Linked DNA regions of Mus musculus: region 2 is linked to region 1. Evidence: chromatin contacts called from public HiChIP or PLAC-seq data. All regions are on one chromosome and are shown on one strand. The core of a region is the stretch at or near the end of the contact, and the rest is flanking DNA. Distances in the headings are between cores, read along the strand shown. Region 1 holds the start of Galnt11 (polypeptide N-acetylgalactosaminyltransferase 11). Region 2 overlaps Kmt2c (lysine (K)-specific methyltransferase 2C).

The links. HiChIP or PLAC-seq counts read pairs in DNA pulled down with a chosen protein or histone mark.
Region 2: a contact with region 1 is called in an H3K27ac HiChIP or PLAC-seq map of embryonic stem cells, with 4 times the contacts expected there. The contact joins the enhancer-like site here to the promoter of Galnt11 in region 1. A contact is called at or near these places in 5 of 39 promoter capture datasets (embryonic stem cells, epiblast stem cells, liver and 2 more), 1 of 484 Hi-C or Micro-C datasets (liver), 6 of 115 datasets of contacts at active chromatin or transcription factors (embryonic stem cells, intestinal villus epithelium and stem cell-derived neural progenitor cells) and 4 of 9 other capture datasets (adipose tissue, embryonic stem cells, liver and 1 more).

What each region holds. Positions count from the first base shown.
Region 1 is chr5:25,221,417-25,227,956 of GRCm38.p6, reverse strand. It overlaps Galnt11 (polypeptide N-acetylgalactosaminyltransferase 11), which reads right to left and starts at 5,085. Exons shown (of 12, transcript NM_144908.4): 1 at 4,926-5,085.
Region 2 is chr5:25,272,156-25,278,532 of GRCm38.p6, reverse strand. Kmt2c (lysine (K)-specific methyltransferase 2C) reads left to right here. Exons shown (of 59, transcript NM_001081383.2): 56 at 2,277-2,393; 57 at 2,560-2,633; 58 at 2,797-2,905; 59 at 4,775-6,377. The coding sequence ends at 4,867. Among named protein-coding and RNA genes, the nearest start is that of Galnt11, 52 kb to the right of the region's middle. Within about 2 kb of position 2,677, at least 10 of the 459 cell types and tissues checked have an H3K27ac peak or open chromatin away from gene starts, as enhancers often do. A contact at or near this core is called in embryonic stem cells and trophoblast stem cells, where this site is marked.

The DNA of each region.
Region 1 (6,540 bases), core at 3,836-6,335:
GAAAATATGAGCCAATAATTTTTCTCCCTCCCTACTAAGGTCCCAAAGACAAACTGAGGCACGATTCCACCAGCATTCACTCTTGGGAGCCAGTGAATCTGTTAGGGTTCCTTACAGAGCACAAATGAGGGTTACGAAGTGTGATGGCTTTCCCACTGCTGCAGAAATGGAGTCCCTTCCCTTACAATAGTCTACAGCAACCAGAAACTCAGGTGGCGGTCTCCTGGCTGTTCTACCCCTGCGAGAAGGGACGTAATAATCAGTAAGTCCTGATGGAATGACTGTTCTCAAGTCTGCACAGCTCAACTCTTTGACTCAGAGGGTAGGTATATACAACGTATATACAATCTGGCCTTTAGCTAACTCTTGTCCACAGAGTAAGAGACCACAGATTCTAGTCCATTTTATGTCTGAATGTATCAACTGTGTCTTCCTTACTAACTTTTCCACGGAAAGCCATGCAGGTTTCATTGTACCTTTGCGAGTGTGGACTTGAACAGCAGAATACTCAGCTGAGTGTGGAAGAGTGTGCACAGTGCAGGAGAGAGAACTGTGCTGCCATGACCTGTCTCCTAAGCTCCAGGTCTACTCTTCATTCTGTAACTCCAGTGATCCTCCAGCAAAGGGCTAGGGAAACACACAGCATCTGGAAAAGCAATGTGCCACTCCCAGGGACTTTTGCAATACCTGGGAACCGTTTTTGGTTGTCACATTACAGTTGGCAATGACCAGGGATACTATGTAGCCCTATAAGGCACAAGTCAGTCCTCAACAAGTTTTCCTTTTCTAGTTGGTGATGCTAAAACTCTACACTGGCATTTTTCCAACTAAAAGATTGGACTGACTGGCTGAATGAGCAAGTCCAATCCCTCAAGATTATACACTTGATGATTACCTTATATAACACTCTTGATATGATGAAACTGTGCAGATGAAAGAAAGATTAGTGACTGCCAGAGGTTAGGGATACAGGGATCAGAGAATTCTTAAAGAGGCCAAGTGAGTATGGAATCACGGTAGCAACAGACCACTAACTATACCAACACCAATACTGTAGCTATGTTATGCTACAGTTTTACATAATAATACTGAGCAGAACATGAAAGATCCTGACAGAATGTAAAAGGTCACAGAAACCCTGAAATTGGCAAAATAGATTTCATTGTTAGTAGAAGTAGCTTCACTGATTTAGAAAAATAGAGGTGCACAATGCTCTGGCCACTCCTTGAACCCGTGTGCCTGCCAATGTTCTGACGGTTCCTTGAACCCATGTGTGTGCCCACTGCTGCACCTCACTGCCAGGTGTTTGTGATATTGGTTGCTAAGACAGAGTCAGAAAATCTCCCCAGCAACCACAGCCGGGCCAATCCTGAGTTGCTACACCTGCACCAGACTCTTTCCTTGTACCCCTCCCATACCCATTTCTTGAGAATAGACATTGTTTAGATCTGGAAATCCCCTACTCCCCCCTTCTCCTTTCCCCCCTGAGGGCTTATAAAAACTGGGACCCCTTCCCCTCGAGGTCGACTCCTCTACCCCTGCGTGGGATATGAGTCGTCCCCAAAGCTCTGGCTTTCCCCAAATAAAGCCTCATGTGGTTTGCATCAAGCTTGGTCTCTTGTGAGTTCTTGGGGGTCCGCTATTATCCCGAGGCCTGAGCGAGGGGCTCCTCTCGGGGTCTTTCAAACACAGTAAAGCATATATAGTCCCTCTCATATTTCTTGTAATTGCACGTGAGTCTACAATTACTACAAAACAAAATCCTTAATTAAAAAAAAAAAGTTGCATGAACATTTACTTCCTAAAATGCTAGCATTAAAAAAGTCCCACCTACCTTCTCAGTAAGGAACTGCTAATGAATTTTGCATTGCCCTAAGAATTCTTGAACATAACTGTGTGTATGCACATGTGTGTACATAGGGGCACATTCCCCTGGCTCCACCTCTCTGAAGACCTCTGAATAACACAGCAGCCTTTTAAAATATCATGAGTAGGTTCAGGGATTTGGTAAAATGAAGCAGATTACCCAAACATTTTTATTTTAGATTTACTTTTATTTTTAATTATACACATACACACACACACACACACACACACACACACACACACGGTCTGCAGAGTCCAGAGGTGTCTGACCCACAAGCAGTGTCAAGTCACCAACATGGGTACTGGGAATTGAACTAGGTTTCTCTGCAAGAACACCACTTCCTCTTAACCACTGAGCCATATTCCTAGCCTCACCTGAAAGACTTACAGGTCAGTGAATTGTAAGGGCTTTAAAGCTAGTGGAAGTTTAATTGTAGGAAAACAGACTGGAGCTCTGCCACTAAGAATAAACGTGTCAGGAATGAACTGGACTTGGTAGTTCACATTTACAACCCCAGCACTTGGGAAGCTGTAGCAGGAAGAATGTGACAACAGTTCGGGCCAGCCTGGGCTACAGAGTGAGACCCTATTGGGAAGTGGGATGAAAATCGCTAGCTAGTGTCTTTATGCAATTCTACTACCCAGCTTAGGGAAGAAGTCCTGACAGCTGTGTACAAAACGGTTTAGGATAGAGGGAGAAAATGTTTAGAATCAAGGAGTTAATGACAACAATCACAAGGAGAAGCCATCTTGGCTTGACCTTGGGCTGTGAAACTGAGTGGGGAAGGTAAAACAAAGACCAACTAACTACCTATACTGGTCAGCATGAATGGCGTCACCTAAGGAAGAAGAGGCTATAGCACCAAGCTTTCAAGTCTTGATGACCCAGAACAAGGGTCAGAGGTGAGCTGGTACATTGAAGATAGGGCAATGCCTTCACATTGGAACCCAGGCTTCACACAGAAACTTAAGACACACGGGAACTGTAGCTGAAGCTACAGAGAAACCAATGCAGAGCAGGTTTACGTAACAAAGGAAGAGCAGGTGCAGAGAACAGATACTGAACAGATCCTCTGGGACACTGGGAACTTTGGAGAAGAACCTAGGAAAAGACTTCCGAAGGGTTCCAAGGATGGAACACAGGGCCCCCAATGGAGGAGCTAGAGAAATTACCCAAGGAGCTAAAGAGATCTGCAACCCTATAGGTGGAACAACATTATGAACTAACCAGTACCCTGGAGCTCTTGTCTTTAGCTGCATATGTATCAAAAGATGACCTAAGCGGCCATCACTGGAAAAAGAGGCCCGTTGGACTTGCAAACTTTATATGCCCCAGTAGAGGGGAATGCCAGGGCCAAAAAGGGGGAGTGGGTGGGTATGGGGGACTTTTGGGATAGCATTGGAAATGTAAATGAGCTAAATACCTAGTAAAAAATTAAAAAAAAAAAAAGAAGAAGGGTTCCAAGGTACATCCAGAAGATGTGCTGACAAGCAATATGAAAGGCCATAAAGGTCACTGGAGACCAAGCCAGACAAGTGGAGCCATCAGACTCAGCAGTCAGTGCTTTTCAAACACGAACTAAGCAATTCAAACCTTCCATAGACATTCCAAAGACAGAAAGCAGAGAAACTATTTGCCAGGATTCTCTAGAGTAACAGAAATTATAGAATGGATTTCTCCATATAGAGAGAGGGGGGATTTATTAGAGTACTCCCGCAAGTCCAACAATGGCCGTCTACTGATGTCAAGTCCAAGAATCTAGTTGCTCATCCACAAAGCTGGAAGTCTCGGCTGTTCTTCAGCATACACTGGAATCCAGCATACAAACAGGCTCTAATGCCAGTGAAGGAATATGGACTTTCAAGTATGGGTGAGAGCAAGCAGGCAAAGAGGGGGCTTCCTTATTCCATAGCCTTTGTAAAGGCTGCCAGCAGAAGGTGTGGCCTTAGATTAAAGGTGGATCTTCCCACCTCAAAGATACAGATTAGAAATGCTCTCCCCACTTCAAATGATTTAATTCAGCAAAAATCTCTCACAGTTGTGTCTAGCCATTTTTGGTTGTCAAGTTGACAACCAAGAATAGCCTCAAACAGATACAGATAAAGGAAAGACCATGGATTCCAATTCAAATGAAGTATCTAAACCAGGTAAACTGAGAGACTGAAGAAGAGCAGGAGTCCCTGCCCTATGTTATAATGTCTGTCCTGAGTGATTGATTTTGGAAATATATGGCACTGCCTGTTAAGACAACACTGTGAATGTACCCGATGCCATTCAACTATACTAGTAAAATAATCAATAAACTTCATGTTAATTATACTTCACAAGAAAAATAGTAATATAAAATTGTTAAGAAACCTGGCAAGAAACAGCACAGAAATGTTAGAGATTTGATTCCAGGGCCATCAAATGAAAACTATAGACTACGGTATGGTGACATTTCAGTTGCAGAGCTCCGTGGCAGGCACATGCTGAGGGTAAGAAAGGCTTACTTCCTGTTTTTCTTAAAGCATTATTTCAAATAAAAGAAGAAATAAGTTTGAAGTAACTGTTTTGTTGGGCCCACGGACTAGAAAGCGTCTCCAGGGTCTCATTTTTTGTTTGAAGATAAGCAACCAACCAACATGATGGCTCTCAAAGTAAAAGGACAAGATCTGACAGACAGGTGGCGGGTCTTCCTATATTTATATTTAAAGCACTAGTTTGGGGTGTACGAAAACCATAAAAGGTAATTTTTTTAACAAGCATACTGCAAAGAAACATGCATCCTTTCTGTCTTCCAGCCTCCTGTACCGACGCGGTCTAAATCCTGACCGTAATAACAGCAATAAAGATAAAATCGGTATTTTTTTCTAGTAAATCACAACACTGGCTGGAGGTTACGGCCACCGAGAGAACGGCCATGCGCAGTACCCATCACTGCTGTTGAATCCGGAAGCAGCTCTGGCCTCCCAGGCCACCAAGCCTGCTCCAGCAGCCGCGTCCCTTCAGGCCGCAGCCCACGCTCAGGCGCCGACGTAGGCCGCGCGGGGTCAAGCGCCGCGGGCCGGCTACTCACCGCGACACCCGCAGGCCGGGATAGCGGCGCTCCAGGGCACGGGCTGCGGCATCTCCGCTCCCGCCACAGCCCGGGCCGAGCCGCACGAGCCGCGGCGCGCGACGCGGCCCACGACACGCAGCCTTGCGGAGCCCTCGCGTCACGGCACGCGTCACCGCACGCACGCCCTCGCCTCCGAGGATGACGTCACCGCCCGCGGCCTGGCGTCACGAGGCCCGGGCTCCTCCCCGCCCAGTGTGGAGCTGAGCTCTGTCCCATAGGGCCTTAGTGAAGTTCACTCCAGAGAGAAGCTTAGATGAGGGGACGACTTTTTCTTGGAGAGAATGTGAGGAAATTTAGCAGATCAAACAGAATGGTAAGGTTTTGGTAGTTGGTCCATTAATGCTGCTTTACATTGACGGGTATCTATATTAATCCTGTTATCTCACCATGCTATTCAGCCAAGACTTTTTTTTTTTAAATCCGTGATGTCTGGTAGAGCAATGGGACATATGTAAGGAGAAAATTCTGCGTCCCTTATTTTTAAGAAAGCAGCATCTCCTGAACCAATAAATTGTTCTAGCTAGCATTAACCCAGGATACTTCCCTCCTGCATTAACTGGCTGTGGTGACCGACTTTGACTTGAAATGCCCCACTGGGGCTTATGTGGAGCTTGGTGCCTGCTGGTGGTGCAATTGCCAAAGATTGTAGAAACTTTTTGGAGGTGGGGGTCAATCTAGAGGGAGAAGGATCAGGGATGTCCGAGGGTCTTACCTGGTCCAATTGTCCAAGTCTCCTTCTGGCTTCCTGCCCATCATGAAGTAAATAACCTACCCCATATACTGCTGTCATCCTGATGTTCTGCTCAAATGCGATGGCCAAGCAACCATGCAATAAACCCTCAGTAACCATGAACCAAAATAACTCTTTTCCCTTTAAGTTGTCAACACAGTGGCACAAAATTAACTCATATGTGGCCCTGCCAAATACTTACTAGTATTGTGAGGCTGTAGGATGCTCTGTGAGGTTACCTAGGTCTATCCTTAAGGCTGAAATCCTGATGGCCCTTATCTGTGTCCTTCCATGGCCATTGCCCTCAGTCAAACAGTTGCTGCTCAATGCCAAAGAAAGCATTTTTCATAGTTCCCATTCTTGTCCACACAGCATCTTAACGGGAACTCATGGTTGTTTAAGGGATGACTCTCTCACGAGAGGGCAATAGAACAGAAGCATTGTCATGCCATAACCATGTGTCTGCTATTGTTCCTGTATGTGTGACAACGTTCCTGACAGAAACTACTTAAGGGTTTATTTTGGCCACAGTGTGAGGTACAGCCTCTGCTGTGGTGGGTAAGCCATGGCAAGCAGAGGTCTAAGGTAGCCTGTGACACTTCACCCTCAGGAGGCCCAGAGAGGCTGGTGCTCATCTTACAACCTGGTTTGTTTTGTTTTTTTGTTTTGTTTTGTTTTTTTCTTTTTATTTGATCCCTGCTCCATGGCCACCCACATTCCAGGTAGGTTTTCCTTACTCAGCTAAACCTCTCAGGAAACCACAAAGACATGGCCAGAGCAAGGCAGTGCTGCCACACACCTTTTATCTCAGCACTGGGAAGGACAGCAGAGACAAGTGGATAT
Region 2 (6,377 bases), core at 1,428-3,927, 53 kb before region 1:
GACACATTTATGAAAATAGAATCATATTATCTATGCTCACTTTCCCCCAGGAACACAGAGCTCGCATTACCTGAGTCTCCCATCACATTCTCAGTACGTTGTGTGATGCTTCACAGTGATGAAGTGCAATCCCATCGTTGCACGGCCATTGGCGGTCTCACAGCAGATGCCGTGCCATCAGTGTCCCATAGGAATAGTCTTGTATCCATCCTGATAGTTGTAGTTTTATGGAGCATAATCGAAAAAGTAAAGCTTCTATCTAAAACTATATTTACTTTTTCTTTTAATAACATATTTTCCCAAAAGGCCGTAATTGCTGGCTTCCTCCTGAAGTCTGGGACTCTATTCTGGTTTTCTCTTGTGTAGGAGGTGTTCTCACCTTTTTACAGTTGTCAGCTTCGTAGGTATACTCTGACACTGAGATCTTTCTCAAAGAATATATTCTCGTTTATATTTATGTCTGCATGTGAATATGCACCCTGTGTGAAAATGCATGTCCACAGAGGCCAAAAGAGAGCATTGGGTCCCTGGAGCTGAGTCAAAGGCTTTGTAAGCTGCTGTATGCTTTGTAAGCTGACTGAACTCAGTTCCCCTGGAACAGAAAGAAGCAGTTTAACCACAGAGCCATCTCTCCAGCCTCTGACACTGACTGCTGGTGAAGCTGTCTTCTCATGACTGGCCTTTGGACTTGCCTTTTTGAAAATTATATGTTTTATGACCTTTGTCCATATTTCAGTTTGTACTAGCTTGCAGGGTTAGGTGTCTTCCAGTATGAAACATGCCCATCAGAACTCCAGTATCTTTTTTTCTTACAAAGTTTTTTTTGTTTTTTTTTTTTTTGGCTTTTTTGTTTGGTTGGATTTATATAGACAAGCATACAAGTTTGTATCATTTCTGTATACACACTTAGGTTGTGTTCTTCTAGTATTTTATCTATACAATGAACTTCCATTTTTTTAACTTTATTTTATTATACAGCCAATAATTGTAATGCTATTTTGCATACAATATCCTTTGCAGCCATTGCTATTACCATGCCATAGGTTCTCAGACACAGTTTGGAGTGCTTGTTACGCTGGCCCAGATGGCACTGATGTGCACTCACATTGTTTTTATGTTCTGATTTGTTCACATCTGAGTCACACCTGGAACCAGCAAACATGCCGGCACAGTTGACTTACTATGCGCTCTAGTGAGAAGCCTCTGGCAGATTCCATGAGTGGAGGACTTGATTTTCATCCCTCCTTTTCACCATAGTTTCTTCCCTGGTCAGAATTGAAAGCACAAACCCAGATTAGGGCAATAAAATGCAGATTATCTGTGAACATTGTATTTATTTGCTTTTTTAAAAGTATTTCCCCACATCTGTGTTTACTGCCACCTCTAAGATAGTATAGATTTACCAGGCACTGGTGTGGACAGTCTAAGCTGCCAAATAAGGCTTCAGTGTGTTCAACTGAACAGGTTTTTTGTCATCCCAGCCATTCAGGAGGCTGAGGCAGAAGGATCACAAATTTAAGGACTGCCTGAACAACTTAGTGAGATCTTATTTCAAAACATTTAAAAAGAGCTGGGAATGTATCCTGTACATTTCTCTCACCTCAGAATTTTTTTATTGGGAAGAACTTCAAAAACTGAATTGTTCCCACCTTTCCTGATACTAGAACAAAGTAATGTTTTCTGTTTTGCTGTATTCTGCTATTTCTAGGAAACTCAGTCAAATCTGAAACAACTTTGTAGTAGTCATACTCCTTATAGTTCCTCTCCCTCTTCCTATTGTATTGGATGCTTACTGTGTGGGGCTTGGTGGTAATTGAGCAGGCATAGTGGAGAGTGCAGCTGCCCACCCGAGCCACATAGCACTTGTAGAGATTGTCTTAATCCACTTACTGTTGCTGGTGTAGGGAGTCGCTAGTGGGCAGCTTAGCTTGCTGTGCTGGTGGGAGGGATGATCAGTGCTAAGGGCCGCCTGTAATGAGGTCCTTCCTGTGGTGTCTTTCCAGAGTGAAGGGAAGGACATCCAAGTTGCAGTCATCCAAGGACAGTTAACACTTACACTGTCATCGCAGTAAGCCAGGCCGAAAGACAGTGTAGAAAAGGACACGGGAACAGTGTAATGTGCTAAAGCTGAAAGGAGCTGTGTTGTTAGGGTTTTTAACTAAACCTTAAATATGGCTTTTCATAAGACTGCAAGGGCAGTGCATTTTGATGAAGAGACTAAAGGTCTGTCGGGGATATTGCAATGTTTACTTACAATCCTTTTTCCTTCCACTTAGGGACTGGGCCTGTATGCTGCTAGAGACATTGAAAAACACACTATGGTCATCGAGTACATTGGAACAATTATTCGAAATGAGGTTGCAAACCGGAAGGAGAAGCTTTATGAGTCTCAGGTACTGTATAAACTGAGCACAGGCAGCCAGTGGGACACACCGCAAATGCATCAGCTGTGTCTGGTAGGGTGCCCAGGAATGTGACCAGGGTGCTCCCAGCACAGACTGAACGTGAGGGGAAGTCATTCAGACCACACCGATGACTGACTACCTGCCTTCTCTTTAGAACCGGGGTGTGTACATGTTCCGCATGGACAATGACCACGTGATTGACGCCACACTCACAGGAGGGCCTGCAAGGTGAGGCAGGAAGGAGACTGTGGCCCAGAGGGCTTTGCTCGGGGAGGGGCAGCGGAGCTTTATACTTGCTTTGTTAACGCATCCAGAGAAGCAGCCATAGTTTCCTCTGTACAGGGGAAGCTCTTCATTGTTTTCACACTGAGTTTTCTGATGTGTCCCACAGATACATCAACCACTCCTGTGCCCCTAACTGTGTGGCTGAAGTCGTGACCTTTGAGAGAGGACACAAGATTATCATCAGCTCCAACCGGAGGATACAGAAAGGAGAAGAGGTAAGTAGGGGAAGGGCTTGCTGAGATCTGTACCAGGGTGTGGCAGTTCCTGACTGCGGCTTCCATCACATCACTCTTAGAGTCTCAGCCTCAACCCAGGGCTTTGCCGTCTGTTTATCTTACTTCAGACATTCAAATGCCGGCTTCTTCCTTGTAGTAGATCATAAAGCCACATGAAACCCACCATATAGTACCAAGTAGCTTAGCATCCTCCTTTCTTTGTCCCTTAATCTGGACAGTCTGATAAGCTCCTTTCAAGATGGTTCCTGTCAAAGTTCTGGCAATCACAGGGACTTGATATATTCACATGATATATTATTGCAAGGACTGTAGGCACAAATTTGGGGAGCTATATGTTCCTGCTCATATGCACACTTAGAAAATTTCACATCATTCATATATATATATAGTATGTTTTTGTTTTGTCTTTAAAATGTTTTATGTAGGACGAGACATTTGTTTCTTAGTATCTCACAGAGATGACTTTGGTCTAGCTCTTCAGGTTATTATCCTTAATTGTCCTATTTACGTGTCCCAGCTCTGGCTTTCACACATGGCATCAGCACCTTGAATGTAGTGCTCTAAATCTGGAGTTAGTGTCCAATACAAAGCTCTTGGGAAGTCTGCTGTGTCAGGAAGCCTGGATGTGCCCACTGTGATGAAGCTCTAGTCTTGTGTAGACAGTGTGAGACCACATCTATTTACTTGGTCTTTGTAGAACTTACCTTTAAAATTAAGAACATCCTTATGTGACTAGGACAGGGCCTGCCGAGCAGCCTAGTATCTCCCCTGAGTGTCATCTTGTATGCATCCTCTAGAGTTGCCAATCCTGTTATTACTCAGCAAACACCTAACAGAAGGCAGTGCATTCTTTTCCCAATGCAGCTGCTCCACAGTGGCTGCAAGTTTTTTGCTCCCTGTGCAGTCTTCCAGATAGTGGCTGATGTTTGAGTTGGAAAGACCCAGAGATTGACTGTTTGCCCTCCCTTGGCTTTATGGGGTCGAGGGAACAGGGTGTAAAGCTTACTTGGAGGGAGTCATGCTGCTTTCCAGCCACCCAGTTGGGTGGCCTGGAGTTTGAGTAAGAATTCTACAGCCATTGAATGCTGATCCAAACAGCTTTTTCTCTAAGGGGAACACTAGCTTACCCTGAGCCATGGTTAAAAACCAGATTCAGGACACCCTGAACTCCATCGTGTTCCACTGAGTTTAAGATGGGATTGACTTTTGCCACCACAGGACCAAAGAAAGTCCTCAATTTGTGCATTAATTGGTGAGACATGAGGTATCGGTAGGTTCTAGATGCTGTCTAAAGACAGGTTTGGGATTGGTGGAGGTAAACATTAACAATGTAAACTCTATGTTATAGTCACAAAGATGTTAGGCCAAGTACAGATGTTGGTAGTAAAAACAATGACGGGGATTTGGACATAGCCCCAATCACTTTTATGGTAGATTTGCAGTGTTCTATCTCTCTATGGTGACAAATTCTAGTTAGCTATAGGATCTTTGAATAGAGGCAGGTTCTTCAGAGGAAAAGGTGGACAAGGGGAAAGCCATGATGTTGACAAGGGCAGGTTCATCTCTGTCCAAACCAAGGAGCCATCTACGGTTTGAGGGAGTACTGGTCCTCATCTTACCCAAAGTGGTGGAGAGGACACTATGAGAAGTCAGAGGCTCGGCACACCAGATCACCACCCCACAACAGTAGTTTCACTTGCCTCTGGGATACCCCACCGCCTCAAGGTTCTATGGGACCTAAACAAACTCAGTGTTGCTTTGGCTTGTGTCTGTTTTGCTTGCTGGTTTTGAAATAGAGGATAGAACGGGGCACTGCCCTGTCTCACACTGTCTGTTTGCCATGGGCAGCTCTGCTATGATTATAAGTTTGACTTTGAAGATGACCAGCACAAGATTCCGTGTCACTGTGGAGCGGTGAACTGCCGGAAGTGGATGAACTGAATGCATTCCTTGCTATCTCACCGGGTGGCTCGTCCCTAGGAAGAGGCGATTCAACACTTCATTGGATTTTGCAGACAGAAAGATATTTTTGTTTTCTGACTTTTTAAGAAACAGCTTCTGGGAGCTCTGATTCCTCAGCCTTGTCTGAAGGATGCTCAGCACAGAGGAGCCGGCTAGGCTGCCTTGCTGCACACTGAGGTCAGCAGAGTCACAGAATGGTCCAGCACTTTTTTTTTCTTTTTTCTTTCTTCTTTCCTTCCTTTTGTTTCCTTGTGGGTGGGTTTTGTTTTGTTATGTTTTGTTAGTCTCACTAAGGAGAAACTTTTACTGGGGCAAAGAGCCGGTGGCTGCCCTGCCCCAGGGTGGGGGCCTTCCTATGAATGTAAGACTGAAATCACCAGCGAAGGGGGCTGTCCAGAGTGCTGGCCACGCCTTACTGACAGGGGCAGGCCCTCAGTTTAACTAAAGTGGACACCACTGATCAAGGAATGTACTGAGATGACTTCCTTAGGGATAGAGCTAAGGGATAATAACTTGCACTAAATACATTTGAATACTTGATTCCATGAGTCAGTTTATTGTAGTTTTTGATTTCTGTAAAATAAGAGAAACTTTTTGTATTTATTATTGAATAAGTGAATGAAGCTATTTTTAAATAAAAGTTAGAAGAAAGCCAAGCTGCTGCTGTTACCTGCAGAACTAACAAACCCTGTTACTTTGTACAAATATGTAAATATTTTGAGAAAAACAGTATAAAAATAGTTATTGACCAAATGCTACCAGGCGCTGCAGCAGCTCGGGTGCTTATAACCGTGGTAGGGATGTTACAATATAATTTTGTGTTATTAAATATGCCATTATAATTATGTAATAACCAAAATTTTGCCCCGGTATTCCTGGGCTTTTTGGAAACTGTCTCTTAGTGCTTGTTTTCTACACCTAACTTCTGACAGCAGCGCGTGTGCTACAACTACAACTTTTATAGCTGTTGGCGATTTAAACTAATGTTTCATATTATATTGTTGCATCCCTACTTCTTCAGTCAGGTTTTTTTGTGCTTACAATTTGTGATAACTGTGAATAACGGCTTAAACACAACCCAAATGGAGGCTGAATTTTTTCTTCAGCAAAAGTAGTTTTGATTAGAACTTTGTTTCCAACCTCACAGAATCATGTAAACATAGAGTCATGTAGCAGGGACCTAACCCAACTCCTTAGCCTTCTATTTAACATAAAAATTTGAAAAAGAAAAAAAAAAGAGAGATGGGGAGAAAGAGAGGTGTGATTATGCTCCCAGCTGCAGGACTCTGGCAATAGGGTTTTTCGAAGATGTAATTTTAAAATGTGTTTGTATGAACTTGTTTGTTTACATTTCTTTAATAAAAAAAAACCACACTGTTTTGTGTTTGCTTGTAGAAACTTAATCAGCATTTGAACCAGGTTAGCTTTTTATTTTGTACTTAAAAATTCTGGTACTGACACTTCACAGGCTAAGTATAAAATGAAGTTT